7 separate regions of the Mus musculus genome follow, and regions 1, 2, 3, 4, 6 and 7 are each linked to region 5. The links are chromatin contacts, called in public Hi-C and promoter capture Hi-C maps. All regions are on one chromosome and are shown on one strand. Each heading gives the region's core, a stretch centred on a gene start, on an enhancer-like site or on the middle of the called end of the contact. The rest is flanking DNA. Distances are from core to core; before and after follow the strand shown. Region 1 overlaps Cdc5l (cell division cycle 5-like (S. pombe)). Region 2 has its middle 4.2 kb from the start of Gm35204. Region 3 holds the start of Slc25a27 (solute carrier family 25, member 27). Region 4 has its middle 42 kb from the start of Gm35204. Region 5 holds the start of Runx2os3 (a long non-coding RNA gene). Region 6 overlaps Gm35097 (a long non-coding RNA gene). Region 7 has its middle 21 kb from the start of Gm41582.

Region 1 (4,130 bases), core at 1,183-3,682, 840 kb after region 5:
AGGCCCTCCGCTAATGCTTCCAGAGAACCCAAGTCCACAAGAGCGAAGCACATGTCAGTCTTGTTCCCTGTCATGTGTCCAGGCTAGAGCAGTGTCTGGAACACAGCAGTTATCTAGCAGTGTTCCCTAAATGTGTGAGTAAGTAAGGGGAAAGCACTTTATCTTTAACAATTTGGTGAAAGTTTTTCTACAATGAATTACAGCCATCCCTCATTTTCTTAGAGTCATGGCAGGGAACAGAAATTGAGCCTCTCTGTTACTCTGGGAGAAATACTAGAAACAATAAAAGCTCTAACCTCCCACAGGAGCTCATAACAGCCCCAGAAGTTACTCCAAGGCTGGGACTTTCTGCTGCATGTTAAAATGCCTCTGTACGCTGTACTTGCACAACTTTCCTGAGCTCTTATTTCTGCTTGCCCCTTTACAAACAAATGTCTGACAAGGTTCCAGTTAATTCTGCCTCCATTGCAAAATAGAATCCCCGAATTCAGTTACAATGCAGACTGGTTCCCACTTACTTCTGATCTGTGACTACAATGCTTAACAGGCTCAGAAGCACATCCAACCATGTGCTGCATCAAAGAAATGGTTCTATTAGTCTTAAGTATCTCTTTTTTAATGATTTATTTATTTACTGTTATTTTTATGAGCACTGTGTTTTGCCTGCATGTAAGTCTGTGTGAGGATATTAAGCCCCTAAAAATGGAGTTATATACAGACAGTTGTGAGCTGCCATGTAGGTGCTGGAACTTGAACCTGGGTCCTCTATAAGAGCAGCTGGTGCTTGTAACTACTGAGTCCCAGTTTTAAGAATCTTAAGAACATTTTTTTTTAAGTGCCAAGTTACAAATATTAAACATAAGTGGTGGCTCAAAAAAAAAAAAATGACCCACAGTATAAACTCCAGAGGATATTTTTAAGTATGCTTAGGAAACACCAGCCATGACAACTCTGCGTGTTTTCTTGCCTGATGGGCTTGAGATGGAGCCACAATTTGGATTCACTATTCCAAAGTTCATGGCAGCAAAGGTCAAACACTGGCAGCCATGGTGCACTGTGCTTGCCCAGAAAGCCCACCTTCCTGAGCCTCAAGTAGAGGATTAGCAGTTAGCTACACCATCTAACTACAGTTCCTCCTCACAGTGAACTCTGAATGATGTTTATAATTTAGCAATCAACTGAGATGATGAAAGAATCACCACACAGTTGAAATAAAGTATTTATATATTTCAAACCAGTAAACTGTTGTCTTCAGGAGCTCTGAGAAATCTAGCTGTGATTTATGGATGGATACACACTAAATGGAAGCTTTGTTTATTTGGATCTCTGAATTGCTTCTCTTCTTCCTGAAGACTTAATAAACGTTCTTTTGGAATAAGAGTTTACTAATTGAAAGATTTGATTAAATATTCCTTAAAATTAACTAGCTGGGTTAACAATAAGCCAAGTTACCCAAGAGTCAAAAAGAGAAAAAAAAGTACTTTAGACTGTTTTATGAATATTCTTCCAACATCAGCAATCCCTCAACAAAAACAGTTCAACAGAAGACTTCAGTCCTGGTATGAAGTGAACAAAGAGAACCACATGTTTTTAATGACTGCTCACAACAACCCAAGTACCTCTCCAACAGAACAGAACAGAACAGCGGAGGCTCGCTGTGCTATTCCCTTCAGAATTCTCAGGGCTGATCCAACAGAGAAGAGTCACTGGACTTCACAGCAGCACTCACGCTGTGACATTTGTTTGCTGTCATGAAAGTTAGAGCCTCAGCAGAGTAAGTGAGATTCAAGTTAGAGCCTCAGCAGAGTAAGTGAGATTCAGGGGGATTATCCTCTTCATTTTAAACAACATTAAGATGTCCTTGATCTGCAGCAGAGAGAGTTTACCCACCTCAAACTGAGATTTTTCAAACAAAGTGAGAGATTGAAGTATTTATATATAAATGTTACAAGAAAGCATTCCAAACAGCCTACCAATCAATTACAAAGTTGGCCTTAGATCTATAACTGTCATTTGTAAGAAAAGAAGCCTGCACGACACAAAGTATAACCTACAATTTAACCACTCGTGTTCTGTCTCCGAGAGCTTTCATTATGAATTAAAACAGAGCAACAGTGCCACCTGCTGGAAGTCATAAAACTACAACACTCATGGCCCTGGCACTGCAAGAATTACATTACAAAGACTAATTTCCTAACTCTACAAGCACAAAGGTATGACAATAAGTGGTCATAAAGATTCATATTAGAAGACACTGTTTTTTCCTGTTCATTTCTCTAGTTCCACACAGCCCCAACTACCACAATTAATTCTAATATCTAGATTTAACCCTAAACAAAAATACTCTCAAATTTACTTTCTATAAAGAAAAACTAACAATCACATGAAAGAGGAAGCTTAGGTCATTTTCTGCATCCAGTGTCCTGAAGAATCCCTTTTCCCTTCTCTATTCCATCTTGGCCTCAGACACATCCCTAAAGACCACGAGTAAGAGTCTAGAAAGCATGCTGTGTGTGGTGGCTCACATCTTTATTCACACTGGAGAGGCAGAGGTAGGCAGATGTCTGAGCTTGAGACCAACCTGATCTACACAGTAAGTTCCAGTGATAGGCATAGTGACACAGTAAGACCCTGTCAAAAACAACAACAACAACCAGAACCCACAAGGCAGCCTGGCAGTCTGTGTTATTTACATGCCACTGCAAAATGTCTACAGAGATTCTGGAATTCAGAACATGAACATTCTATTAAGAAACCACTGCTGTTAATAGGCTTCAATGCATCACAGACATAGGAAATCACAGAGCCACTGTCTGCATAGCAACTCCACTCTAACTCAACTGCAGGATACACAAAAATGTACTGAGTTTCTGTAAATGTCGGTGCTCTGTGAGCTATAGATCAAAACTCCCACTGCTGTGATCTCACTGACCCATCTTGACTTTAGTAACTCCTTCTCCCTCCCTCACGTAAATAAAGGTTCTGATTGAGGGAAGAGTACCCAGCAAAGTGTTCAAGAACTACAAAGCAATCAGCTGTCCAGCCCTAGTACTTAAGTCACCAGACGTATTAACTGGCTCACAATTTCAACTGAATTGGAATTTTAAAAGGATACCAAGGGCAATGAAGATAGCAGGTAAAAGTGAATGCAGCGCAAGCCTAGCAGCAGGAATTCAAGGCAAACCCCACTTAGAAGGAAATGAAAGAACTGCCTCCACAAAGCTTTCCTCGAGCACTTACATACACATCATACACACAATAATAATCGATTTTTAAACATATAAGCAAATGGATACCAACCTCAAGTCTCTTTTCAAGTGATTCAATTCTGTCCTTTTTGCTAGCAAGATTAGCACGAGTGTAGCGGCTCTGAGCAGGAAGATAGAGGACTTGACTGTAGCATTCCTCCCACACCTGGTTGTAAGCTTCACTGGAGAGTTCGCCATGGCTCATTCCTTGTTTGACCACTTCCATCTCTTGTACCAGAGCATCCTGGGCCTGTTTACAGTAATAATTTAAGTTGAAGCATACACTTTCTACCACCATAAAGCTCAAGACTAGCTTATTTCCTCCTTCCTTAAACCAATGGTAAGGTTTGGTTGGTTGTTCTCTAGAAGGGGATGGACAATACCTGAGCTAAATAGCCTCTAAGTAGGGGCTAGGGAGATGACTCCATGGGTAAGAGTAGCTACTTTGCAAACTTGAAGACCTGAGTTTGAATCCCCAGAACCCATTTAAAAGGGGGGGGGGGGGCAGGGAGAAAACCACAGACATGACCATGTGCCTATAGTTCAGCCAGCCAACTCAGCAACAGCAAGCTTTTGGTTCGGTGAAAAAAAAAACAATACAGACTATATCCTATGTCTCAAGGACACAGAGCTGAGGGTGATAAATATAACCTATGTCCTCTAGCATGCACATGGGCATATACACATACAACACACACATACACATACAACACATACATACACATACAACACACACATACAACACACACATACACATACAACACACACATACAAGGATACACAGAGAAAGAAAGATCTAAGGGCTCCAAGATAAACTGATTTTAAAAAGTCAAGTATTCGTGGTTTCCCAAGAGCACCAACACCGCTATTATTCATTATACA
Region 2 (4,312 bases), core at 198-2,697, 730 kb after region 5:
AGTACAGGTACAAGGGAAAAAATTAAAAAAAAAAAAAAAAAAAAAGGTCAGGCGGCTACGTGGGAGGTTGTTTCCCTAATCACTATTCACTCTTTAAATCCACACTCAGCTGCCAAGTCAGTGGAAGTGGGCCTTACTGATTCCCAGTTTCTCCAAGAACCTGTTGCTTCATCCCCTGAGCCATCTCCATAAGACACGTTGGAAAGAAAAGAAAAAGCCATCTCCAAGAGTCAGAGCTGTAGATATTTCCCTCCAGTGTCTCCACATAAAAGGTATCTAGTGCTACATGTCCCGTCCCGTATACCTAGCCCCCACCACAGTAAAAGCCTGCCTGGCTTCCATGCCCTCCTGAAGCTCATTTTCTAACAGGAAACAGAAAATAATCATGAGGTAAAAATATATTGTATGCTAAGTGAATGCACATTAAATGAAAATAGAGCAGGAAAGCCAGACATTATAAGTGGCGGCTGGTGACAGTGTGAAAGATGGCGGTCAGGGTGGCTCTCATTGAGATGTGATTTGAACAAGGGAACAATTTATTATGAACTTTTCCATGACCTTGTCAAAGCAGGTTTCTCCAGATTTCAGAGGAGCAATGGGGAGATGCCGGAGGACCAGGCAGCTCCCCACAGTCTCAGACAAGCACAGATCAGCACAGGGGCACCACCTGCCCACCAGGTCCCGCCTCACTGAAACAAGAAGAGACTGTGGAAGCTTGTTCTATGCCTTACACATCAATAATGAGCTGTGTAAAGCAGGTTGTCCCTGTCTGGCCAGCTGTTTCTTTTGACAGGAACCTCCTTGATCTTAACACATTTCCTCCATGGATATTTCTATCCCAAGCCAAAGGATAGCTGGTCATGTTGGAGCTCTTAAAATTACATCCTGTGTAAGTGGGCACTTTCTCTGCTGACCCACAAAGCAGAGGACAGAGGCCAAACCCATCACCAGCTGAAAAGTGGTACCCATGGGGCCGTGAATCGTGTTCTCTGGTTTTGTTTGTGACTTGAACACAGCCCAACAGCTTGAAGACAGACCTACTGTCAGCCCTGGGGCTGGAGTCTGTGGGACAGTTCCCACCAGCCAGCCCATCAGAAATGACAGACAGTAGCCCAATACAAAGGGACTGTCAGTGACGCAAAGGGTGTCTTTTGGGGGTCAAAGCACATGCCTGCTTAGAGGCACCATGTTCCTTGGAAAGCCTAAAAGGAAGGGAGACAAAGAAAACTCAACGTGAAGAGCTCGGTATCTGCTGGACGCTGACAAGCAAGGACAGATTCTCCTGTCCCCTGCATCTTGCCATCCTCACAGCTGTTTTCATTTTTGCCAGATGTGCTGGAATGCAAACGCTGATTAGAACCTGAGCCTGAGTTTGAGGCTTCAAACAGGACTTGCCCTCTCTAATTAGGGGACTGCAGCTCAGCAGCTGCTCAGCAAGTACCATGTGGTCACCACTTGCCTGGCTGCAAATACATCCAAGGACTCCACCTCCCTGCCTCGAGTAGACACTGCCAAGACTAGGCATTGCCTCCTACACCAGCGTCCCAAAGTCCTGCCTCCCAGGACCGTTGACCATCACCCTGCACCCTGGCACTAGAACACCTCAGCTCATCTGGGAGCTGATTCCCCTAAATTCAAGGACCTTCCTGAACCTTGTTGCATCTCTCCAACCTTTCCAGGAAGAAAGGCTATGTGCATGTGCGTGTGTACGCATGCGCGTGTGTTTGTGCGTGCATGTGTGTGCGTGTGTGTGTGTGTGTATGTAGGTATATACATATGCATATGGATGTCCTACACATATATGTATGTGTGTATGTATATATGTATACACGTATATCATATATGCATATATATGTGTGTGTGTGTGTGTGTGTGTGTGTATGTATGTATGTATATCATGTATGTTCACCATCACACTTAATTTCCACAGAGAAAAAGGTCGTTCTCTTCCCTTGGCACAGGGCTAAGATACAGAGGTCAGAGTTATGACCAAAATGTTCCACAGTAGTGACAGAGGTTCTCTTGGGCCTTGAGCAAGTGAAGCAATACGTGCAGGAAGAAACCCATGAGAGAAACCAGAAGGCCCCAGAGAATTACAGAAACCTTCACAGTGTCTTGGAATCTGCAGACTAGCTGGGCTTTCCTGCCCAGCCAAGGTCCTGTGTACTGCATCCAGGTAGCCATCTTGGGCTACATTAAGTAAAGAGCTACAGTGATCTGCATGGGGTCACCAAGTATTGGAACTAGTCACCCCAACCGCCATGGGGCTGGCCTCAGGCTGTTTCCTCTGAGTTGGGTAGCTAAGGTCCCTCATGAAGATGGAGGCATTTTGGGACCTTGTTCCTCCTCGACAGGCCTGTAAGATGTTCCCACTCCTGATTCTCCCACAGTGTCCCATCTTGGCCTGGGTTCTAATCCCCTTTTCAGTACATTTCATCCCTAACCTTGAATTTTCTAAGGTCTTTTTTCCATATTATAATAGTAATCATATTTTGATTTAAAAACAACAACAACAACATCAGGACACTGGCAACCTCTAGAGATGCAAGGGGAACTTGGAACAGCATCTCAGATGGTGGTGCAAACAAGGAACGTGTGTGCTTTGGCATTTCTCAATGCATGCCATTTATCTCAGTAAAATGTGATTTTGAAGCTGAGGACATTGCCCTCCACTGAGTTGGCTAAAGACTGCAGTGAGTGGAGATCCTGCAGGAAGAGAAATCTGCCTTCCGCTGTGCCCCCCCACGCCCACCACCGCTGTGCCCTCCTGTGGCTGGTGCACCTGCTCCCACGGCTCGGGACCAGGCTCCTATCTGGAGGTCCCACTTTCTTCTCCTCCCTGGCCACTCCTCGAAGTTTCTCTTCCCCTGCCTGCCCTCAGATCTCCCCACAGCCCACAGCCCTTCATACGGGCCTCTTCTATTCTATCTTTGACCAAAGTTGCTGACTTTCGGTTCTTGGTATTCAGATGTAGTTCTCTCTCTCTCTCTCTCTCTCTCTCCCTCTCTCTCTCTCTCTGCCTCCAAAACCCCTTTCTGGGTGTTGGTGACAGTCCATCTTAAGGCCACATGAGGTTGATATGACTGAACCTTGGCTCAGAAGGAGATGGGGGCGTTGGAGGGACCAGGACTTGAACCGATGGAGTGGCAGGGGAACAGTCAAGGTCACAGAATTGTGCGATGGGGGAGTGTTTGAAATAAGTGAAATTCCAATAAAAAGCCAGTGTGTGTGTGTGTGTGTGTGTGTGTGTGTGTGTGTGTGTGTGTACTGTTATCTGATTGTAAATTCCACATTGAAAAATCCAGACAACTCCAGAAAAGGGAGAAATGAGGGTCCCATCGTCCTGCCCCACCTGACACCCACAGCTGCTTGTTGTTCTGAGGCTGTAGACTGGGATATAAATAGATTAGCAGATGGCACACGGTGGGGGGGGGGGGGCACAGAAGTGGTCCGCAGGATGTAAGTAAGCGGTTTTTCAAGTCATGGATTTAAAAGCCAGGGTTATTCAACCTTTAGGGATGCTGAGACAGGAGGATGAGGAGTTCAGGGTTATCCTCAGCTACTTAGTAAGTTCAAGGCTATCCTGTGGTACATGAGACCCTGGCTCAAAACAGGAAAATTATTTGTATTGCTTTAAATATCTTTAGGACATGTTAATTGTACAAAGTGAGTGTTTTCGATGTGGCATGTCCACTCACGCACTATAGTCTGCTTTTACCCCCTGACCCCTCGCCACTGGCTTTTCCTTCCTCTCTCCTCGGCCCTAGTCAGTTCGTCTTTGATATTAAGAGTTTGAAATCTAACAGAAATTTTGTACCTATTATAGCCAATGTCAGTTTGAAATAATGGAGAAAACATGGGATTTGAGAAATAAATTAATATCATCAAAATTTTCAACTATATGAAAAAAATCCCAGGTCTGCATCCTGTCAGCAACCTGGCTGAAAGTAACATGGACTCAATTAGAAAACTCAACAACCATCAAAGAGGGAGATAAAACTGTTAAAGTGTTAAAGAAAGGAGGGGGGAGAGTGGTGAGAAGGGAGGGAGAAGGAGAGAAGGAAAAGGAGGAGGGATGGGGAAGAGGTTGGGAGAAGGAGGGAAGGGAGGAGAGAGAGAGAAGGAGAGAGAGAAAAGGAGGGAGGGGGAGGAGGGAGAGAGGGGAAGGAGGGAGGGGAAAGGAGAGAAGAAGAGGGAGGGAGGGGGAGGACGAGAGAGGGAGGAGGGAGGAAGGGAAACTTTTTACAACCTTATGGGCTGAGGGTGGCCCAGCTGAGCGGGTCTGCCACACAGACACAAAGTTGGGCCTTCA
Region 3 (4,363 bases), core at 868-3,367, 890 kb before region 5:
CCGCTGCCTGATCCACGATCCATGAATACCTTTCCAAAGACAGGAGAGGGGGCGGGGAGGGGGATGTGTTACATCTTTCCATTAGGTTCTGGAAAAGTTGCTAACCAATAATGTCCCTAAGATGTTTTCTTATCTTGCATATATATGGAGTCTTAAAAAGTTTCCAGTGGTATACACACACACACACACACACACACACACACACACCTTAAAAAGTGTCTTATCAACACATGAAACTGAGCAAAGTATGAAGAGGCAAGAGCTCTAAGTACAAATGCTGCTTCTCAGAACACATGTTTTCTTCCTTCCTTTTCCTTTGGTTACCTTGTGGCTGGGGCATTCGTGCTGAATCAGTGTGAACTCCCCTTTACCAACTAACTTTGATCCCTTGGCCTTCTGTCCCTATTCTTCACCCGTTTCTCCCCAACACATTTCACAGGACCGTTTCTGGACAAGCCACTGAGCTTTCAGGGAGCCATCAAACCACTAATGCAGCTCATCACTCGGCTGACTCGTTTTAGATGTCTTTAGAAGCTGGTGAATTTTATTTAGGAAAATCAATGATTAAGGAAAATAAAATTGTGTTAGCTTTGATTAGAAAGAAGACAAATAGATGGGCCAAAGGCAAGAAAGGAAGAGTCTAAAGGGCAAAGCAATAGGTAGTGTGCTGGCTATGCTAGGCATAAAAATAAATAAAGCTCCGCTAGAGACGGTTGGATAACATTTTCAAATAACTAATGCACCAGAGACATTTTCCTTTTTCTTTCTTTCTTTTTTTAATGGACAAAAAAATGTAAGGGTAATCTCAAATAGCTTCACAGAGACCACAGGTTGTACTCAAAACCTCCCTGCCCCCTTCCTGAAAAACAACAACAACCACAACAACACCCCCACCCTTTGCTCATGCCATAGTGCCGTAATCCACTTTAGGTGGTCTGTTTATTTACTTATTTATTTATTTGTTGTTGTTGTTTGTTTCTTTGAACTCACTTAGGCAGATGGATCTGTCTTGTTTTGTTTTGTTCCTATAATGTTCTTGGAACACACAGAAATAGCTTCTCTGCAACAGGCAGCAGCTGTAAATAAATGTCTTTCTCTGCATGTGCCACCCCCCACCCGCCACCCCACTGAGCCTGGAAGAAGGCCACACTGGGGTTTTTTGCAATTGTATATCCAGGACCCACTACTGCATCAACTGGAATAATGCTGCCCCTACCTTGCATTTACCACATATAAAAATTACTTCTCAGAATTCCCCTTAACGGGTATAGGCTCAGAGAAGTGATGTGGCTGACTGGCATTAAGCAAATGTTCCAGAGGGATGGTTAACAATTGGAGTCCCTCAAGGTAGGACTCACTGTCCCCCTTCCCCCAACTCAAATCTTAAAGACTCCCGAGGCAGCATAAGACTATAAACCACAAAAAACGATCCCAGGGAGGATGAAAAAGAAAAAAACAAACCAAAACCAAACCAAAAAACTGTGAACAAATGGATTATGGTTCTATAAAGGTCATCCTTACGAAAGGGGAAATGTTTCCTAGAGAGGTATAGGGCTCATGAAGAGCCCAAGAGTACTCACTCAGGCATAAGACAACATCCCTGGGGATGGGAAGACAAGGACCCTGGACACCTCCAATCCACGCTCCTCCCGAAGCTGGCCTACTGGGCACCTGACCACATCCTTGCGAGGGTCCAACCTCTGAAGATGCACTCCAGCCAGGAGTGAGGCTGCCCGCCCATCCCTCCCCCAGCACGATGCCGCAGCCACTCGCTGGGGAGGCCGAGGCGGGGGCGGCCGGTACCTAGCTCGGCCACGGTTGCGGCGCAGCCGGACAGTAGGAACTTGCTCGTCCGGGGCCATCTCTGCGTGAGCGGCAGCAGCTTCTCCTCCTCGGCGATAGGCATTCAGCAGCAAGTCAGGACCACTGGGCACCGCTGGTCGCCTGGGAACCTGCCACCCTGCCGGCGCCGCCCCTTTTCAGCCCGAGAGAGGTCAGGTCAGGACCATGTGCCTTTATTACGCTCTGCAAAGGCGCCGCCCGCCTGGTAGCTGGACCGGTCCGGCGGCCTCAGGTGCTGAAAAACAAAGCCGCACCCAAGAGGCTTCTGGGAAATGTAGTTCTTGGGGGCTCAGCGACTTCTCTGATTGGCTGGTAGCTAGGCGCCCGCTGCAAACAGCTAGTTTACTCGAGCTCCGCCGCCTCAGGATGTGTTCCCGCCTCCTCCGTCCCAGCCCAGCCCAGCCCAGTTCAAATCAAAGCTTTTTTTTTTTTTTTTTTTTTTTTTTTTTTTCTCATAATTTGAAAGCCGTGGGAAGGTGGAAGATAGCCACAATGCAAAAATCACACAAAAACTGGGGCGGGGCAAAGGAACCACAGTTACGCAAGAGAATTTGTTTAAAAAGTTTCTCGGCTCAGAGTTTGCAAAACTGGGCGCATTTTCCTCAGTCGGCGGGGGACTAGGAGATTCCCCTGGAGAAGGACGTTTTCAAACGTCTGTTGATTCTGGAAGATGGGCATTATGGAGTTATTCTCACCAATAGCAATCGCCGTTCTGGGAAGCTGTGTTCTTTTCTTATTCTCTCGGTTGAAGAATTTGCTTGGACCCCCGTGCATCCAAGGCTGGATTCCCTGGATTGGAGCTGGACTTGAGTTTGGGAAAGCCCCTCTTGAATTTATAGAAAAAGCAAGAATCAAGGTATGTAGCAGTGACAGGGAGTTTGGAGGGAGGTAGTATTTCCTTTTCTAATTTTTCTTTTATTAAACTCAGTGTTGGAACATTGGGCATACACATACTTCCGGCAATTCGTCTACTCTGTTTCTCTACATACCTTGTTGGAAATAGTCAGGTCTTTTGACTGTTAGTAATTCCCTGCAGTTAATTCTAAGTGGGTGTTTATTAACATTGCAGATGTAAGCTTGTAGTTTGGGGGCGGCGACAGAAGAGTTTCCATGATTTCAGTTTGTGAAAACGAGTAATAAATTTGTATCACAAGTAGAGGTAACTCTACGATTTTATAAAACTTGATTTGCTAAATTGATCTTTACAGATTAAAAGCTCCCCAATATTCTTTCTTTCTCTCCCCATCCCTACCACCAGATACTATTTTATTGGTGAGTTCCTCCCTCCCTTATTCCCTGCCCTGAGGAAATAAGTAATGGATTCCACTGTAAGGGTTTTTTTTTTTTTTTTTTTTCCCATAAAGCAGCTACTGAATGTTGAACAGTTTAGAGAAGGCACTTTTACTGGCTGGCCTTTTAATTTCTATTCATATTTTGGCGGCCAAGATCTTACTGTGGTTTTGGTTGGGAAGCCAGCATGGTGGATGAAGTGCTTTCTGCAGCAACCACAAAAACCTGAGTCCATACCTCAACCCCTCCAGGTTCAGTGAGAGAGGCTTTGTCTCAAAAACTGAGGTGGAGGGCCAGCAAGAGGGCTCGGTGGGTAAAGGTGTCTGCTGCCAAGCCTGGCATCTTGAGACTGAACCTTAGAACCCACATGGTGGAAGGAGAGAATCAGCTCTCTCAGATTGTTCTCAGACCCCCACATGGGCGCTGTGATACACACATGCCCATATTCCATGTAAACACAATATATGAATAATATTTTCTTATCATTTAGTATTTCTTCTAGCCCTCCCCCACTTCTGTGTGTGTACACTCATGTGTTGGTGTTCTAATCCATGCATGAAGGACTACATGGAGTTCAAAGGTTTGCACCAGGGTGTCTTCCTAGTTTGTTTTTCCACTACATTTTGTTGGGACAGGTCCTCAAACTGCATCTGGAGCTCATCCAGTCAGCTAAGACTGGCTGTTTAACAAGCCTCTGGGAACTGCCTGTCTCTGTCTCCCTGGCTTCTGGAGAATTAGGGATGCGAGCTTTTATGTCTGGGTTTTGCCTGGGGTCTGGGGATTTGAACTCTGATCCTCATGTTGGCACAGCAAGCACTTTGTCCACTGAGCCATATTCTAGTCTTTGATGGCTGTATTTCATCAAATAAGGATAAGATATTTTATTTAAATTCCAGTAGTTGGGTGATATGGGTTGCTGCTAACTGCTTTTCGTTGTTTCAACCATTCCCTCAATGGATATTCTTATGTGCATGCAGTTGAACATTTAAAACTTATCTGTGTTGAGGCGTGCATAGCTGTAGCCATCTTGTTCCACGCCTGCCAGCTACTTTATATGGGTGCTGTAATATGCCTGTCAGTCACTGATGCACAAAAATAACTCGACTAAGAATAGGGTCATGATGAAAACATACCCTGTTAAGTACTGCATGAGATTTGTTAAGCCTAACAAATTCCACCACTATAAGCTTCACTTAGGACCTATGAAATTAAAGGTCAATATGAACTGTGA
Region 4 (4,056 bases), core at 1,129-3,628, 780 kb after region 5:
CATCTGCAGAAGCAAATGCTGCACAGATCAGCATTCACTGCAGGAAAGATGACTCACTGGATTCCAGCAGGCTGGGTTCTGCCCAACCCCTGATACTCGCTAGCTGTGGCTCTCGAACAGTGTCATGCTCTATAAGAACCCTGTCTGTTAAACAGATGCAAAGTTGGATGTTGCAGATGTAAAGACACAGCTCCCAGAATGCATCTGTGTTTTGGAGATCCAGTGCATCCCCGGGGTCCACTGGGAAAGGTTCAGTCCTCAGCTTGGCACTACTCCAGTGGAATCTTCACAAGGTGGGGCCTAGTGAAGTCCTGTCGGTCACTGAAACGTGACCCTGAAGGAGACAGTAAGACCCTAGCTCCTTCTCCCCTTTATATTCTGAACAGGGAGAGTCAGCTTTGCTCTGCCACCTGCTCCTACCGTGTCATGTTGCTACAGGCCCAAAAACAAAGGGGCCAACTGGGCTGCAACATTGGAAATCATGAACTGAGAGATACCTTTTCTCTTTGTAAAGGATCGTGTTGGGTGTTGATTATAGTATCGGGAAGCTGGCTGGCATACTCCTCGAGGATGCACAACTGTCCTGGGCTCTGAAGGTTCAGTCAGCAGCCTCCAGCTATGGGCTCCTTCAGATCTGGTTGTGCTGAAGAAAGCTGTCCTTCCCTCAGTCCACACTCTTCCCAAGACAGACTGTGTCTAACTTGAAGACCAATAGAGATATACCAGTCCCACCAGTTTGGCTCATCTTGGTCAGTCGGATGGGCAGAGTTTGCTCAGCTTGCTCAGCAGGACTGAGTGAAGCTTTAAAGGACTCAGGACACAAATAGATCAGGGTCTTCTCTGAGCACCCTGCCTCCTCTGTTCCCAGTCACACAGGTGCTCCTCCTCCAACTTCTCCATGTGTTGACCTAGAAAACATTTTATGTCCCAAACTCCATCTCCGAACTCCAATGTGGCAGGCTGAGTAGAGTCTTCCCCAGAGGAGTAGGGGAGGCTCAAGAATTTCTGCATGCCTAGTCTCTCAAGAGGCCAGGCACGAGCCCCCCCACCAGGGCCTGAGATTAAAGACTCAGAAGTGGATTCAGATGGCCAGGAAATATGGAAACTCCACCCCGAACGTAGTAGCCAGGGATGAGTGGAAATCTACACCGGAGTTAATTTCTTCCAGCTCCTGCAGCCACCATGCCCTGCAGCCACTGTCTGCCCAGCGTGGTCACGGGGCCACTTGGCTATGAGGAGTTTTCCCTACACAAATAGCCCCTGGCTCTGTTATTCTTTGCGGTGTGAAGTGGAAAATTATCTAGATGAGGCTTCGTGTGACGCAGCGAGTGGCCAGAGACGGCTGGAGGAGGTTCTGAGCAGGAGCAAGAAGAGAAAACAGGTTGTCAGGGGAAACAGCAAGGCAGTAGTTATGGAAGACTGTGGAGTGAGACTCTGAGATTCCATCTCCCCAACCTGAATATGGGGGATGGCTTCCATCAAGGGTGTGATGGGGGTCCCAGTATCCAGGGGAGAAAAACACAGCTAACGTGTGATACCCTTCAGAGCCAGGCAGCTCCTATCCAGCCTCGGTTCTGACTACAGGACCTTAGGCAAGTTACGTAATGTCCCCAACCCTCAGCAGGCTAGTTTTGTCTTTGTTGCTGTTATTATTTTCATCATCAAGAGTCATAGTCACTGGGCAAAAGGATGGAAATGCCTTGAAACTGAAGCAAGCAGGGTGAGCAGCCCTCATCTGTTGGCAAGGACCAGCAGAGGCTGGCTGGGCAGTCACGGTAGATAGCAAGCAGAGCCAGAAAGGCATCCTGGGGCGGGCTGGGAGTGGAGAAACAAGCAGAGGCATGAGACACAGGGATGAGACCATAAAGGCCCCAATGGGTGTCACAGGCTTGTGGGGGCAGTTTCCAGTTACAGCCTATGTTCTCTAACCCTGGGAGGGAGAAGGGAACAGCCAAGATGATTGGAACCTGCCAAGGAGACAGAGCCTCAGAGGACATCAAAGCAAGCTTCCCATGACAGTCAGAGCCCAGGGAAGAAGAAGAAAAACCTGAGAGCTGCAGAGATCTATGCTACTGCCCAGAATTTTCTAGGACAAGGTTCTTCCACTCTGGGCTCCTTCAAGATGTGAGGAGCAAATCAAGCCGTGTCCCCTTCACCTGGGTGCTTATGCCTGCACCCTATGTTTCCTCGGCTTCTCCAGAGGACGCACCCCCTCAGAGCCCCATCCTGAGTTCCTCTGCACCTACAATGCACTTCCACTTGCTATCATCCTCAGGACCAAAAGCATTCCACGTGGCAGCCAGCCCTGGGCTGCCCTGGCACAGATGGGGAGGCTGGGAAGGGCCCTTTGCCCTCCCTCTGAGTTCCCAGAGTAATGCACCTGTATTTGCTTTGTGCTGCCCTTCCAAAGGAAAAAACACTAGTAATGGCCAAGCCATAACCGTCACCTTAACTGCTGGGACCTGCACCACCAAGCCCTTCAGCAGTTCCAACCTCCACCCCCAGATCCAGGAGACCATGGAGGTGGGGGGAACTTTGAAATTACAGGGCTATTGGCAAAGCACGGGTACCCCCAAAAGCAGGTTGTGAGTAGCCATATTGGGTAGATCCCCCAAGAAAGGCTTAGGGTCTGCTCAGGGCTTCACTGGGATGGGTGCTCAGCCCACATTACAGGACCTCAGGACCCTTTAATAGACCAAGAAAGCACCTATCACTCTCTCTGTAGAAACATCCCCACCCCCAGGACAGCCCCGTCTGAGCTGGCAATGGCCTGCAAGCCCAATGTTTAACAACCTGTAACCATGGGTCATAAATGCTTTGATACAAGTAAAGCATGGGTGACTCATCAGAGAGACTCACCGTCCTGGGAGGTAAAACACCTTGAGCAGTAGACACTGTCATGTGTTACCCATATGCTCTTCAAGAGATTACCTACTGCACAGTGGGATGGCTAGAAACGGGGGCAGTGGACAGCCACTCCGCTGTCAGCTCCTAGCCAGGGCCTTACTACAGACAGCTGTCTCTATTGTGGTTACATCCTTTCCCAGACAGTCTAATTCCAATGCAATATTTGAGTACCAGGAAGGGCTACCCCAAAGTGGGAAACTCAGGGAGTAACAGCAGCCTGGGACCCTATTGGTTTTCAATTATGCACAGACCCTCTTGTAATAATGCACTAGGCAGCCCCGATCCTTTACCTTTGTGTAATATGGATGTGCATCCTTCTCTAAACAACCTCAGATCCCTCACTCAGGCCTATCCTACCTCAGGCTACAATACATCCCCTCTCTGGACAGCAACGTAAGTTTTCCTGCCCCGAAGAATGACCAAATGTAGAGTTTTTTTTTTTTAATCCTTGTTTAACACATGTGGGACCCTGTGTTTAATCCCTATTATAAAAATCGAACAGGGAAAGGGAGAAAAAGAAAGGTCCTGTGTCTAGAGGGGCCCTTCTTGTTCCCAGAGAGAAAGAATAATGCTGTTGAGACAGAGACGCTAAGACGGGCTCTCCAATTAGATCAGAGCCTTTGGCTCCACCCACGCTTCAGCACAGTTGTACATTCATTTCTGCAGATTTGTCTCTTTGTTCCCGAAGGATCCTGTGCTGTGTGACCCTAGGCTAATAATGCAGTCTATTTGTTGATCTGCTTCTTGCTACCAGGGTCTCGGGAACTTCACAGTGGACTAAGATATTGGTGTCCTCCTTATAAAAAGTTGGGAGAAGAGTGTCTGTCATTCTAGTATCTCAGGGTTGCTACTGATTGGCAGATTTCAGGAGTAGGACTGATATTGGCAGATACTGTGTGGCAGTGGGTACCAAACAGTAGCATTTAGGAAAGAATATACTTTCAATGGAGAGAGAATGTTAGATGCTAACAGTCCTGGGGCTTTGTAGGTCTCTTGCATGCCACACGGGCTTTCTCAGTTTTTGTATTGCACAGGTTTTCTAACAGAAGCTCGGACTCCCGAGATGGGAGGGGGCACAGCAGCCTTTCTCTTTGTCAGAAAATTGCTATGCTAATTTTGTGGTTCCCACGTCAAGTCTTCTGAACCTCG
Region 5 (4,350 bases), core at 391-2,890:
GCAGTAAATCTTGAAGATCTATCTCCCCTCAAACACAGTGTGCTATGGCATATGAGGTTACAAGATGCATAATTAGAGCTCATTCAACTGACAGATTAATGAGGGCGTAGCAAAGGCCAGATAGTAGTAAATTAGGCAGCAACCTCGGGCATTACACGGGCTCCAAACTGTGCATCCTTTGCCGTGTGTTGGCTGTTCTTCGCAGTGTCTGAAATGTCTCTGTTTTATGAAGTGTTTGTTTGAGGAAGCTCAGCGTGGATGCTTTTGTGCTGGCATGCACGAAACTGTCCAACTTCAGAGCCACCTGCATGACACACAGACTCTATCCTCACAGTGATAGGCAAGTTAGAAATATCTTTTATAGCTAGACTTAAAGAGGGGCTGGAGAGATAACTCAGTGGTTAAGAGTACTTGCTGTCTAATCGTGGGGACCAGGGTTCAGATCCCAGCACCCACATAACAAGCCAATCACCTTCAAACATCTATAAGTCCTGCTTCGTGGGAGCTGGTGCCCTCTTCTAGCCTCTACACAAGTAGACATGAGCGCACTTGCACACCTGCACGCACGAATGTGTGTGCATACAAACACTAAACAATTAATTAACAAGCACCTGAATTTTAAAAACTCTTACTGGTATAAACTCTTTTCTCTATAAGTATTTTTTATGAAATGAGGTCTCACTCTATATAACCCAGGCTGACCTAGAACTCACTACACTGTTATCCAACATAGCCTCTATACCCACAGTAATCCATCTGCTTCAGCCCCTCCAACAGTGGAATTACAGGCATGTGTTACTGTGCCCAGCTCCTTGCTGGAAATCAGGTGTTCCCATGGAGAAAACACTTGAAGGATTAACATAGTCTCTCATACGGGAGAGGACAGTTCACCAAAACATATATAACAACATCAAGCAAATCCACTCGGGCTGTGGGGGCTAGACTGATTGATAGATGCAGGTGACGTCACAGGCCTTGATTGACTGATAGATGCAGGTGACGTCACAGGCCTTGATTGGCATAGCCTCAGCTTCTGTACACAACATTTCCCGGAACTCACTAGCCAGAGAGCAGATTTCCAGTATCCCTTTCCTACCTTCCCTTTACAAGTACAATTCTCAGAGTTCTTCTCTTTAATTTCCCCTCTCTTCTGGTTTCTACACCTCTCTTTAAAAATTACACACACACACACACACACACACATATGGTTAAATAAATATATTTAAATGTGTTTATACATGTGTATCTGTGTGTGGGTATATGCATGAATGCAGGTACCCATGATATCCAGAAGAGGATGTCAGACTCCAGGATACAAGAGATGCAGGCAGCTGTGGGCAACCTGACACGTTTCCTGGGAACTCCAGGTCTCTATAGGAGCAGTATGTGCTCTTGATCCCTGAGCCATTTTTCGAGACCCGGCTTCCTGCAACTTTGAGAGTATCTTTCAATCCCAGGTCTTTCTTCGGGCACCAGCTTTCTCCTTGCCTTTGTCTCTAGCCATCCTCCAAATCTCTCAATGAGCTGTTTGCGGACACCCTAAAAGAATACCTGTGCAACTTTAAGATGACATCTCAGTTTCTTCACAGTGAATTTCGATGTCACAGAGGACCTGCCGCCTGGCATTCTGTTTGCGAAGATTCCATTGTTCAATTATGGGAAATGTCTGCTGAATAACCTAGACAGCATAGCAGTGATGCTGTCAATCCCATTAGCCAAGCCAGGCTCCCTCTCCTCAGAGATACTGGAGCTTCATCTTTCTACTCAGATAAGTGAGATGCTGTGTTCCCAGGGGGGACTTGTTTCAGAATTGTTATTCCTCACAGGCAGATGGGATGAGTAGGCTGCTGGCTGATTTTTAGCCACACATATGCACATACATGCATTCATTGGGGGGGTCTCTGTGTCAAGGAAAAGACAGGACACTCTGCTCCTTTCCCTAGAGCTCATAGCTTTCTTCCCCCTGAAACTCACCCTTGGAAGAATTGCCTCTCGAAAGATCCCACAGATGAGACTTGGGAGATATGCAGATCCCACAGCGATGCCCTACAGTGAGCTGGAGATAAACTGAAGGGTGCCTTTAAGGGCCCCAAGGGAAGGACTTTGAGAAGGGAAGAAGGGATGGGAGGTGCAGAGGTGTGTTCCAAGGCTGTTGGGCTCAGAAGGGTCTGCCAGAAAGCTAAAGATCTAAGTCAAGACCTATGGTATCTCCTGCAGGAATCTCCAGGCACCTTGGGAGGATGGACAGTCTGGGCTCATTTGATGAAGAGTCTGCTGCAAGCTCATGGGGACTTGACTTCTGATCCCCAGAAGTCATGTAAAAGCCATGCATGGTGACACGCATCAGGAGCCTCTGATCTAGGAATGCAGAGCTAGGCAGGTCCCTAGGGCTCATTGGCCACCCAGCCACACAAAATAAGTCCCCATTTCAATGAGAGGCACCATCTCAAGAATAAAAATGAGGGGCAGAGCAGTTGAGAATGGCTCCCAAAGTCAACCTCTAGCCTATAACACTAACACACACACACACACACACACACACACACACACACACACACACACCCCACAGAGAGAGGGGTGGTATGTGTACCTCATGACACAAGACAGGATTTATTCTGGAGCAAACAGAGAACAAAGAAGTACCTGCTGTGCCCCACAGGATTTGGGGTCCTTCCTTGGGGTTATATCACAGGGACCATCTTGAAGGCGCACTGCCATCAAATGATGGACAGGCTCCTTCCTAAAGACTTCTATCCAACAGCTTTGTGTCACAGCAAAGCCAAGGTTTATGCAGAAAGCAACTAGTAGCTTGGTTAGAAAAGCCTCGCCTATGCTCTTTTCAGACACTTAGGCCATCTAAATTCCAGGACCCAAGTACAATAAAAATAGCAGAGGTGGGAGCCGTGCCTATGGGAAGAGATCATATCCTAAACTCATCATTAAATTGCCGGGCAGAGTGGGTGATGAAAAGCACCAGAAAATACGATGCTTTGGTGAATTGGGGTCTCATTACTGTTTAATTGCGTCTCCTGTGAAACATTTAGATCTATGGGCAGCCATGGTGGGTGAGAACTCTCCTCTAGCGGCCCCTAAATGACTTCACCTTCACTTTCATTTTGGTAGTGGAGGGAAGCCAGGACATTTGCTAAAATATTTGAATGACGGGGGGTGTGTTTTAAAGCCTGTAAGTGTGAGGCCAGTCACCACAGAGAAAAGAACTTTCTAGAAAGTTAGCACATGTGTTGCTAAGCACTAGGGTAGCCACACAGGAGGTCCAGCCACATTGCTTGCTCCCTTGTGCCCTCTGTTTCAGACTTTCCCAGAGCAGTAATCTGCTTCCTTGCTGGTTCCCCAAGGCTGAAATGCAGGAGCTCCCTTAAATGGAGCGCTAAGTGTTCCGTAGTCTGTACCCAAGCCCCTTCCAATTACGACACTGTTGTGATTTTGTGTCTTAAACCCTACTTCATGTCTGGGTAGAGAGCAACCCTATGTAGGTCAGAGGCTAGGAGACTTGGGATTCAGGCTCAGCTGTGGGCTGAGACTAAGCAGGGCCCGGAATGACTGGGACTCTCAGCTCCAGGCTTCCTTGCTTTATGGTCAAGTCTCCCCACACCCCCCACCCAGCTTCCCGCCTCCTCTGTTTCCCCATCTGCAGAGTAAGACACCTGCCTTGTAGGGTGCACACCCTCCCTCAAGGCAGACATTTGTAGTTCAAATTAGAGTTCTTGTGACTGTGTTGGGGAGCAAGGATGCACCTTAGTTTCTCTATACAGGATTCCAGCTCTCCCCTGACCATATTGGGGGTGGGTGGGGGGTAAGCAGAAGTAAATGGCTTTTTGTGATCTTAAAGAGTCAGTTTCCTCAAACAGCACATGTCAAACAACACATGTCTGTCAAATGGAGTGTCTTAAGGCCAAAGACCAGACTTCTGTTGTTCATTTCAGCCCTGACCCTCTTCTCCTTGCCCAACAGCACTCTATCCATGGCAGGCATCGTAAAGGTTTACTGACTTAAATTATCTCAAAGTGTAGCCCTGTGATAAGGGAGTAAACGGGTGAGGTAGTTTTGTGGGGGTGTCGGAGTTGGCCTGCGAGAGTCTGTTCCAGGGAGAATAGGTGTGTTTATGAGTGGTTAGTGAGAGGCAGGGGGCTAACTACTTACAGGTATAAATAAAAGTTCCCGTAATGACTGACACTGCCCTAACTGAGTCCGACACTTCACCGAAATATAAATCTCCAAGTAGCAGACCAAAGAGGGTGGAGATTGGTTCTAAGTCTCAAAATGAACCAAAATCTGAAATTGATCTTCCACAGATAAGTTATCACAAGGAAGAAAATGAGTTACATGTTT
Region 6 (4,155 bases), core at 549-3,048, 600 kb after region 5:
GAACCAATTAATACCTCTTGTCCTGGTCCCATTATTCCTCTACTTAAAACTCACATCAGCACCCAAAGATGACTTAGAGATTATTGGATTCCCTTTCTTTATTCTTCCTCCAAATGAGTTGATTATTATATGTGTTAACAGTGTGTTTCATTGTTAGTGTGGCGTTGGGACAGATGGTTAAGCCTAGTTTGTTAGACCTGCTAGCACTGAAGCTTTGGTTACATCTATTTGAAGGCACTTGTCAGGCAAGATATCAAAAACACAATCTGTATAATTGTTGAGTGTTTTGTAATAATTTATCCCTAAGCACTTAACAGTTTTGGAGGTTCAGTCTTAGCTGAGAGGTTGGCCCAAGGCCCACTGCAGAGTCATTAGGAAGTCAACTTGGGCTAATGTCATAAGAAGGCTTGACCAGGGGAGAGGATGGCTCGCTCCCCTCAGGCTGAGATGAACATCGTCAGACATGGTGATGTCCTTGGAGCATGTGATAAAGGGGACCTAACGTTATATTCTATCGAGGATTATTCTGGTTGCTATGTAAATAACAGGCTGCAGGAGAGACCAAGGAGACTGAAACTTGTAGGCACCAGATGATGGGAGGCTTAGACCAGAGAGAGAGCAGCAAAAGTCCAGAGAAATGCTGGGATTGTGACTATGCAATCGATATTTTGAAGACAACACCTGGTAAGATACGCTGATGAAGACAGTATTTATTTTCTCTCAGAAAAACCAAGAAAAGAAATCTAATCTGTATTTTATGAAACCAAAGATGCATGTATGGTCTATGGTGTGTATGGTGCATGGTACACGGATGTGTCTGTGTCCGTGTGCACGCGTGTAGAGACCAAAACTTGATGTCCTGTATCTTCCTCAGCCTTTCCCCTACCCCCTTATTTTTCGACCCAGGATTTTTCCACTGAGGTTAGGAATCTGGCAAGACCAGCTTGCCAACAGATTTTAGAATTTCTGGTACATGGCCCCATGCCTGGCTCTCTTCCCCGAGTGTTGGAACTACACACTCAGGTATCCACACTTGCAAGGCCTGCACTTGATTGCCTGAACCATATCACAGTCCCTTGATCCAAGTACTGTATTAACATGTTTTGTGGCATGTTGGGGAATTGAACCCAGGGAACTAGACCATGGAAGATAAGTGCTATACCACTGAGTTACAGTGCAGCCAGAAAACTTGGTTTTGACCTGAACAAATTGGAGAGAAAAATCACCATTGACCAAGATGGCCACCATCTGCAATGACTTAGGAACATATTATCAGTATTTTACGAGGGGGGAAAGTGAGATTTTTTTTTTTTTTTTTTTTTTTGGAATGCTTAAATAATTTGCTGGAGGTCTCCAGGATAGTAAGTGATGTGGCCTGACGGGTTTCTGACTACTGTGCTCTGTTTTCTGTTGAGCCAAGAATAGTACTAGATGGGATGCCTTGTCAACACCCTTTCCTCGAAGCTACTGGCAGATAGCTGGGTCGCTTCCAGATGGTTGGCTCAGTGGTAGGGGCAGGGCCTCTGAGGGTATACTCATCCCTACTCTACCAGATGGGCCCCCGGGTGCTCACTGCCTAGGCCACTGACACCCCCCTCCCCCGTAGGCCTCCAGCGAGGGTCTAGAGTCACGTGACACCGAGCAGTCCACGGAGAAGGTGGAAGTCAGGGAAACCTGTGCCCCACATGCCACCAGACTGGCCTGCTCTCCAGCTGGCAACTGTTAGCACCGCCACATGGGCCAGCAAACCGGCTACCGGCTTTGTTGTCTGCGATGCCAACAGCAGGAGTCTGAAGCATGAAGTCCGGGCCCCTGGGACAGCCATTGCTGTAGCTACCCACATCTGGACTGCCTAGGGCGACAGAGTTCAGCACTCCCCGGGTCTGGATTCCTTTAGAAGCCGGCTTGCTTCTAAAAGTTTTCTGCTTTTTCTCTGACTCCATCCCCACCCCCACCCCTTAAGCTACATTCCAGGTCCTGAGGAGAAAAATTTGAGTGACGCCCCAGGAGGGAGAGATTCTCTTCGGAAGCTGATATCTCTGTACTCCCTCTCTTTACAGTGCAGAGGGATGACACCATTTCCTTCTTTTTTCTTCTATTTTCTTCTCCTCTGCTGGAGGAAAGGATCTCGTGAGTGTCCCTACACCCCTGAAGCAGTGATTTGTTTTGCCTCACATTAGAGGAAAGCAATGTAAAGGTGAACCCAAGGAATACTGCAGCCATATTTACAGAGACTTTGGCTCACCGGAACCTGATGGTGAGGAGTGTTGGGGTTTCCTGTTAATCTCAGAAGGGCTCTTGGGTGTCAGTACTGGTTTCACTACTAATACAAAACTCGAAAGAGATTCAAAGGGAGATTCTAACCAACAACAAACAGGGCTGAGGCCCACATACTTAGAGACACTGAGACACAAAATTTCTGCAGGGCAAAGTCAAGCCTTACACAGAGTGGGGGGAGGCGGGCCAGCCAGGATGTTTTGACAAAACAAAGCTAGCATCCGTGATGATCTGATGAGACTCAGGTCCCATGATGGTCGGGAGAAGGAAGGAATTGCTACCAGCTTGAAACTCTTTGCCAGTGCGTGAGTACGTGCGTGCGTGCGTGCGTGCGTGCGTGCGTGCGTGCATGTTTGAATTGGGGTGTGCATTGCTATTCTGCACATGTGGAAGACGGGTGTCCTCCCCTCCCACCTTGTCTGAGACAGAGTGTCTCGCTTTTGCTGCAGTGCACACCAGGCTAGCGGGCCTTCGCGCTTCCTGGGAGTCTCTTGTCTCCGCCTCCTGTCTGCATAGGAGCCCTGAAGCTGCAGATGCAGTCTACCACACTCAGCTTTGCATGGGCTCTGGAGATTCAAACCCAGGTCCCCAAACTCACACGACAAGCCCCTTACCCACTGAGGCATCTCCTCAGCTCCCATCAGCTTTATATTTGAGAAGGCGTCTCACAATGGTGTGGAATCTCTAATTCTCGGCTAGCCATGCTGCCCAGTAGGTTCAGGCATCTGCCAGGCTTTGTCTTCCTAATGATGGGATTACTAGCTCATGCTACCATGTTTTATGGGCTCTTGGAGTTGAACTCAGGTTCTTGCACTTACAAGACAAGTGCTTTACTCATTAGATCATCTGCCCGGCCTCTCAAGCAAGAATTTCACAAACAGTAGTTTAATATAATGTATGTGTCCATGTGCCTGGGGCATTGTCTTAAATATATACTGCTCCTTTGGAAACACAAAGAGGAAATTAGTTGACAAGTCATCAAAAGTATGTTATAAGAGAATATATTGTAATGTAGGGTCATGGGTGTCTTAGGTTGGCAAATGAGAAAACAAGATATAATAAAGAGAGGTATTTCAGAAAATAAAAACTGCATTTAAAATCAACAACAGTATGACAAAAACAAACAAACAAACAAACAAACAAAAACAAGGTAAAACTCAATATTTAGATAACCCAGGTAAGTCACTGATGCCTCAGGCCTTCCCACCTGTGAAATGGGTGTGAAAGGCTTTTCTTCACAATTGACCAGCAAACACTTTTGCCTCCTGGCCCATCTCCTCAGCCTCTCCATCTTTTAACGTGAGCATTTGGGAGGTGGAGGGGTAACTTGTCAGCCGACGCATGCTTCTTTCCTTTAACTTTTAACCTTAGGGCACTTTTGCATTTGCTGTTTCAAATGTTTGTTTAGATTGAGTTTGTTGACCCCTTGAGTGTTTTTATTGTGCTTATTTTCATTAAGATATTGCTGGGGGGCGGGAAATGCAAACAACCATAGAGAAAAAAATAACCCAAACAAGTTTGCAGAATATGTATGTATAGAAATGTCCCCTAAACATAAAGAAATGGCTGGCCTCCTTCATGATCCAAAGAATGCATGGCAAAACCCCCATGAAGATGCGGTTTGCTTCTCAGCTGTCAACCGTCCAGCGAGCCAAACTCCAAATGTTTAATGACACATTCAAGTGTCATTATGGCGCCAATATCAGGCCAATTATCAAGTGACCAACTCTTACTCCAGCCCCACCCTCCTCTCTTCTGATATGGATCCTTCTAGACAAACCTAAGCTTTGCCACTGGCTTCTGATGGGTTCTACCAGTAGGGGGCGACAACAGAGGCTGTGAGACAGGAGGCAGGGGAGGAAGTGGGCCTCCCTCCTT
Region 7 (4,254 bases), core at 1,355-3,854, 680 kb after region 5:
TTCAGGGCCTCAGAGAGACTGCAAATTCATGAAGAGGCTACACTGTCCTATGCCAAACTGTTCAAACTGGAGAGCCTGCCTCTTCTCAGTCCTCTCCAACCAAGGAGGATGGCAATTGTGGTTTCATAAAGGCACCAGGGAAAGGTGAGATGTTTCCAGAAATGGCAAATTAACAAACATGGCCTTCTTGCAAAGTTCCCAGCAGCCAACTTTGGTCCTAGAACAGACATGGCAAGGCAAGGAGTGTCTGGGCATGCAGCAAACTGAGGTACTGAGGGCAGTATTTGGGGTTTTTTTAGTTGTATTAGGGTGGTAGGTAGGTAGGTGTGTGGGGTGTCCTTCAGCTTCTTCCTGGCCAGAGGTGCTGAGAACTTAGCTGAGTTTATTCAGATGGGCAGTCTCGTCCTAGTGGGAGGAGAACACCAGGGGAAATACTCATGTAAACTGCTTTTTCCTAGTATATGTGTGGTGTGCATGCATGTTTACATGTGTATGTTGTGAATACACGTATGTGATGCATGTGTGTGTGCATATATACCCAGACTCCAGGCCCTACCACTCCCTACCTTTTATGCTGAGTCAGAGTCTCTCACTGAACCCAGGGCTCCTCAGTTCTGACAGTCTGGCTGGTCTGGCTATCCACCTCACCCCAAGACTTCTGTCCCCACCTCCCACGAACCCGGTTGGCAGGCAGCCGCCATGAGCAATTTGCTTTTGCAGGGGAATCTGTACTCCTGCTCACATCTCAGTGACACTTTACCCACTGAATCATCTTCTCAGCTCCGGGTCACTTGCTTATAAACAGGAGATGTCCCTTCTCTGGGGACAGAAAGAAGAGGCAGAAAGTAACAGATCAGAAAAGTCTGACAAAGCAGAGAACATGAGGCTGTCAGAGCGCAGCTCTCCCTCCTCCCTCCTCCCTCCTCCCTCCTCCCTCCTCCCTCCTCCCTCCTCCCTCCTCCCTCCTCCCTCCTCCCTCCTCCCTCCTCCCTCCTCCCTCCTCCCTCCCAGAGGCATTTTACAGACCTAAAGACAACCGTGACTCATTCATTAATTTGGAGAGAAAACGGGTTGAAGACAGCGGAGCAGCAGCGGACTCAAGCATTCCTCTAATGCCTTCCATTCCCCAAACACACATTTTACACCAGATTCTTTCAGCTTCCCAGAATGTCTTAATTTTATGCTTTCATGAGTGATTAGCGGAAAGAATGCTGAACCCTGCCGTGAAGGAGCAGGCAGCAAAATGGCTTAAGGATGGAGGCATTGAGGCACAGACAGGCAACCGCCACTCCAGGTCCCCAAGCCCCATGAGCCTGACCCCTCATCTGATGAGCCTCTGAAGGCCCCAGCATCAGGAGGCTTGTCCCTGCTCTGCCTCTCTACCCTGGCTCCTCTTCCTCTGCATCCTCTTTCTGCCCTTATTCCTTCCCTTGTAATACTCCCTCTCCCTTGTACTTTCTTCTCTTTCTCTGGTACTTGAATTAGATGGTAGAAGCAGGCAGGAAGAGGTGGGAACGTCTTGGTAGAGTTCAGAAGGAGAGTCAAAAAAATTCATTTGTGTATATTAATCATGAAAAATAACGGCTTCTCATTACAATGGTCTCGTTCCTGTATATAATGTGCTCTGATCAGCACGGGTGTTGCTTTTAGGTTTTTATTTCTGTTTTTTGTTGGGAAACAGGGTCTGATGTTAGCCCTAGCTGGCCTTGAACTTGCTGTAACTTTGAAACCCTGATTCTCCTGCCTCCACCTCCTAAGTGCTGGTATTACACATGTTCCACCACGCTTGGCTTAGACAATATTAGGGATCAAATCTAGGGCCCTGTGCACGTTAGGCCAACGCTGTACAGGCTGCACTATGTCCCTAGCCCAAGTAGGGAATTTTGAGAGGAAGCAGCGGGGCCTGTTCTCTGGAACTCTCTCTGGATGCTCCAGGCCCTGCTGAGATATCCTGATTTAAGATGGAGTTTACAGGGAATGTTGCTAAGGCATCACTAACAGGTCCCACTAAAAGGACCCACTTCCATCAGGCCTCAGAAGAACCTTGAAGTTGGCAGAACTCCTTTCTCTGGACACGCAAGCAGCCTTCCACCACCTGCATGTGGGTAACTCTCAGCCATGTCTGATAAACCAACAAGCGAACTGTGGAGAGAAGACAGTTGTCATGGAGCAGCAGCAAGAGACAGTGGGATGGAAATAACCAGCAGGCAAGCATGAATCAGCTAACTGTGAGTAAGTAGAACTCACGGGGGTGAGTAAGGTGGCTCAATGGTTAGAGCACCCATACCGGGTGCCTCCCAACTGCCTGCCATTCCCTCCCTACACACACGTGTGCCATACAGACATAAACAGAACAAAAACAAATCCTTTAAAAAAAAAACTAAACAGAACCCTAGCAATTTGCAAAATGGGAGAGGATGTCTGCCCACGCCTATGCACACATGCATACAGGAACACACGCACACGAGTGTACCACCACACCATCGCCACGGCAAGCAAGCTTCCTGCTTTCATTGAGTGTGTGTGTACATTCTTTCTCCTCTAGGTGTGAAGGGCTAGGGAAAAATGAACTCCAGTCACCTTCATTTTCAGAAAAGTTCCAAGTCTCTGAGAACAGCCTTCAGATCCATAAGTTGCGTTCTCTATTACTCCCCCAAGGGACCTTATGAATAGTGTGGGACACATAGTTTTGTCTCAGCTCCTGCTTTGCAGTAGATGGAAGGCAAGGTCTGCTAATCCGGGGAGCTCTTCTTCATCCGATGCCTGATGGCAGAGAATCCTACTCTGAAACAAGCTTCCGTTCCTTTGTAATTGGCCCTCCCTGCCCTCTCCCTGCCCAGCCTGGCCCATTGCCTTTAGGGATGGTTTGAGGTCGGTATCACATCAGGGAGACTCTCTGAGAGGGAAGGGAAGGAGAGTCACTGGGCAGCCCCCCCAGGAATGGCAGTCCACCTGAGGGCCACACTGAGCCAACCAGAGTCCCTCAGTATCTCAGGGTGGGTACAGCACCCCCTTCCCCCAGGACAATCTAAGATACAGATTTTTCCATCTTGTACTAAAATGCTCGTGTGTGTGTGTGTGTGTGTGTGTGTGTGGTTTTAGAACAAACATGCAGTCTGAACCTGGAGAGCCTTTTGTCCAGAACTCAAGAGTGTCCACACTTAGGGGGAGGGTTTCTGAGCTGACGCGCTCTCTCGCTAAGCACACCCCTTTTCTCTGGCTCCAGACACATGTTCCCAAAGTCAAGGGTTTACACATAGACATATCTGTTTGCAGACAATTTGTCTGAGCCCTTATTATCCTGTAATTGGGTTAAATACTGCTGTGTAGGCAGCGGCATACCAAGGCCATTGCCGAATCCCTGCGAGGGCCAGCCCCCTCCCTCCTTCCTCCTGCAGGCCTGTTGGAAGAAAAAGGTAGAAACATAAATTAAGACAGGGTGAATATATTCCTTTCTTGGAATGAGCTATTTAAAGAACAAGCCAGATGTGCAAATAGACATTTTCCTCTTGCTCACTACATTTTTAAAAGAGTGTATACTTATGTGTATGAGAGAGAGCTCACTCTTCCTTTCTTTAACAAAAATTTTATAGCCTTATTAATTATAATAATTACAATTAATTATAGTCTGGTGCGTTGTTCTTTTTTTTTTTTTGTTATTTTTCAATAATAAAGTTTAAAATGAGCCTTTAAAAGGTTTAGAATTTTTTATTGTTTCTTAAAAATTATGCGCACGCATTTGTGTCTGTGAATGGTTATGTGCACAGGAGTACAGGTGTTGAAGGAGGCCAAAAGAGGGTGTTGGGACATCTGGAATCGGAACATCTGGAGCTGGAATTACAGCTTCCTGACATGGATATGGAGAACTGAACTTGGGTCCTGGACAAGAGCAGGACACACGCTTAACCACTGAGCAGTCCCTCCAGGCCCCACTCTTCCTGAGGAAACCATCACATTTGTCCATACTGGCTAGGGTGTCTGCTGTCACCAAGTCATGTTAACGAAGATCCCCATTGCCTGTGGTGGCAGGGTGGCAGTCTGAGCCACCCACGCTGTCCTATCTCAAAGCCTTTAACCATGGATCCTCGGGTTAAGTGCAGGTTAATCAGAGACGAGACACTACACACACACACACACACACACACACACACACACACCCCACAATTGTCTCGGAAATAGTGAGACCCCTTTTTGGAGCCCTTGTCTCCAGTGGCTAGAATGTGAACCTTATGATTTCCACTCAGAATCGGGACA

What was found. Promoter capture Hi-C pulls out the DNA fragments that hold promoters and counts their contacts. Hi-C and Micro-C count contacts between places; a contact is called where the count stands out from the background.
Region 1: a contact with region 5 is called in a promoter capture Hi-C map of cranial neural crest. The contact joins the enhancer-like site here to the promoter of Runx2os3 in region 5. A contact is called at or near these places in 10 of 39 promoter capture datasets (the 3T3-L1 cell line, 3T3-L1-derived adipocytes, the HPC-7 cell line and 6 more).
Region 2: a promoter capture Hi-C map of cranial neural crest shows a contact between it and region 5. The contact joins the enhancer-like site here to the promoter of Runx2os3 in region 5. A contact is called at or near these places in 5 of 39 promoter capture datasets (the 3T3-L1 cell line, cranial neural crest, hippocampal neurons and 1 more) and 1 of 115 datasets of contacts at active chromatin or transcription factors (T-cell acute lymphoblastic leukemia).
Region 3: a contact with region 5 is called in a promoter capture Hi-C map of hippocampal neurons, with 4 times the contacts expected there. The contact joins the promoter of Slc25a27 here to the promoter of Runx2os3 in region 5. A contact is called at or near these places in 1 of 39 promoter capture datasets (hippocampal neurons) and 1 of 115 datasets of contacts at active chromatin or transcription factors (pancreatic cancer cells).
Region 4: a promoter capture Hi-C map of cranial neural crest shows a contact between it and region 5. The contact joins the enhancer-like site here to the promoter of Runx2os3 in region 5. A contact is called at or near these places in 8 of 39 promoter capture datasets (the C10 cell line, cranial neural crest, frontonasal cranial neural crest and 5 more), 1 of 484 Hi-C or Micro-C datasets (bone marrow-derived macrophages) and 2 of 115 datasets of contacts at active chromatin or transcription factors (memory CD8 T cells and pancreatic cancer cells).
Region 6: a Hi-C map of bone marrow-derived macrophages shows a contact between it and region 5, with 11 read pairs. The contact joins the enhancer-like site here to the promoter of Runx2os3 in region 5. A contact is called at or near these places in 3 of 39 promoter capture datasets (cranial neural crest, hippocampal neurons and pre-B cells), 1 of 484 Hi-C or Micro-C datasets (bone marrow-derived macrophages) and 1 of 9 other capture datasets (embryonic stem cells).
Region 7: a promoter capture Hi-C map of second pharyngeal arch cranial neural crest shows a contact between it and region 5, with 7 times the contacts expected there. The contact joins the enhancer-like site here to the promoter of Runx2os3 in region 5. A contact is called at or near these places in 8 of 39 promoter capture datasets (the C10 cell line, cranial neural crest, embryonic stem cells and 5 more), 2 of 15 datasets of contacts at CTCF or cohesin (large pre-B cells and pro-B cells), 2 of 484 Hi-C or Micro-C datasets (the N1E-115 cell line and bone marrow-derived macrophages) and 1 of 115 datasets of contacts at active chromatin or transcription factors (memory CD8 T cells).

Annotation. Positions count from the first base shown.
Region 1 is chr17:45,401,294-45,405,423 of GRCm38.p6, forward strand. Cdc5l (cell division cycle 5-like (S. pombe)) reads right to left here. Exons shown (of 16, transcript NM_152810.2): 14 at 3,301-3,498. Among named protein-coding and RNA genes, the nearest start is that of Cdc5l, 30 kb to the right of the region's middle. Within about 2 kb of position 2,433, at least 19 of the 459 cell types and tissues checked have an H3K27ac peak or open chromatin away from gene starts, as enhancers often do. A contact at or near this core is called in 3T3-L1-derived adipocytes, where this site is marked.
Region 2 is chr17:45,291,689-45,296,000 of GRCm38.p6, forward strand. No RefSeq gene overlaps it. Among named protein-coding and RNA genes, the nearest start is that of Gm35204, 4.2 kb to the right of the region's middle. Within about 2 kb of position 1,448, at least 19 of the 459 cell types and tissues checked have an H3K27ac peak or open chromatin away from gene starts, as enhancers often do.
Region 3 is chr17:43,665,097-43,669,459 of GRCm38.p6, forward strand. Slc25a27 (solute carrier family 25, member 27) reads right to left here and starts at 2,118. Exons shown (of 9, transcript NM_001357122.1): 1 at 1,804-2,118. The coding sequence starts at 1,906. It overlaps Cyp39a1 (cytochrome P450, family 39, subfamily a, polypeptide 1), which reads left to right and starts at 2,276. Exons shown (of 12, transcript NM_018887.4): 1 at 2,276-2,698. The coding sequence starts at 2,513.
Region 4 is chr17:45,338,228-45,342,283 of GRCm38.p6, forward strand. No RefSeq gene overlaps it. Among named protein-coding and RNA genes, the nearest start is that of Gm35204, 42 kb to the left of the region's middle. Within about 2 kb of position 2,379, at least 29 of the 459 cell types and tissues checked have an H3K27ac peak or open chromatin away from gene starts, as enhancers often do.
Region 5 is chr17:44,560,335-44,564,684 of GRCm38.p6, forward strand. It overlaps Runx2os3 (a long non-coding RNA gene), which reads left to right and starts at 1,641. Exons shown (of 2, transcript XR_876810.3): 1 at 1,641-1,772; 2 at 2,218-2,377. It also overlaps a transcript of Runx2 not described here.
Region 6 is chr17:45,156,768-45,160,922 of GRCm38.p6, forward strand. Gm35097 (a long non-coding RNA gene) reads left to right here. Exons shown (of 3, transcript XR_385591.4): 2 at 2,061-2,257. Among named protein-coding and RNA genes, the nearest start is that of Gm35097, 12 kb to the left of the region's middle. Within about 2 kb of position 1,799, at least 21 of the 459 cell types and tissues checked have an H3K27ac peak or open chromatin away from gene starts, as enhancers often do.
Region 7 is chr17:45,240,042-45,244,295 of GRCm38.p6, forward strand. No RefSeq gene overlaps it. Among named protein-coding and RNA genes, the nearest start is that of Gm41582, 21 kb to the right of the region's middle. Within about 2 kb of position 2,605, at least 22 of the 459 cell types and tissues checked have an H3K27ac peak or open chromatin away from gene starts, as enhancers often do. A contact at or near this core is called in the N1E-115 cell line and second pharyngeal arch cranial neural crest, where this site is marked.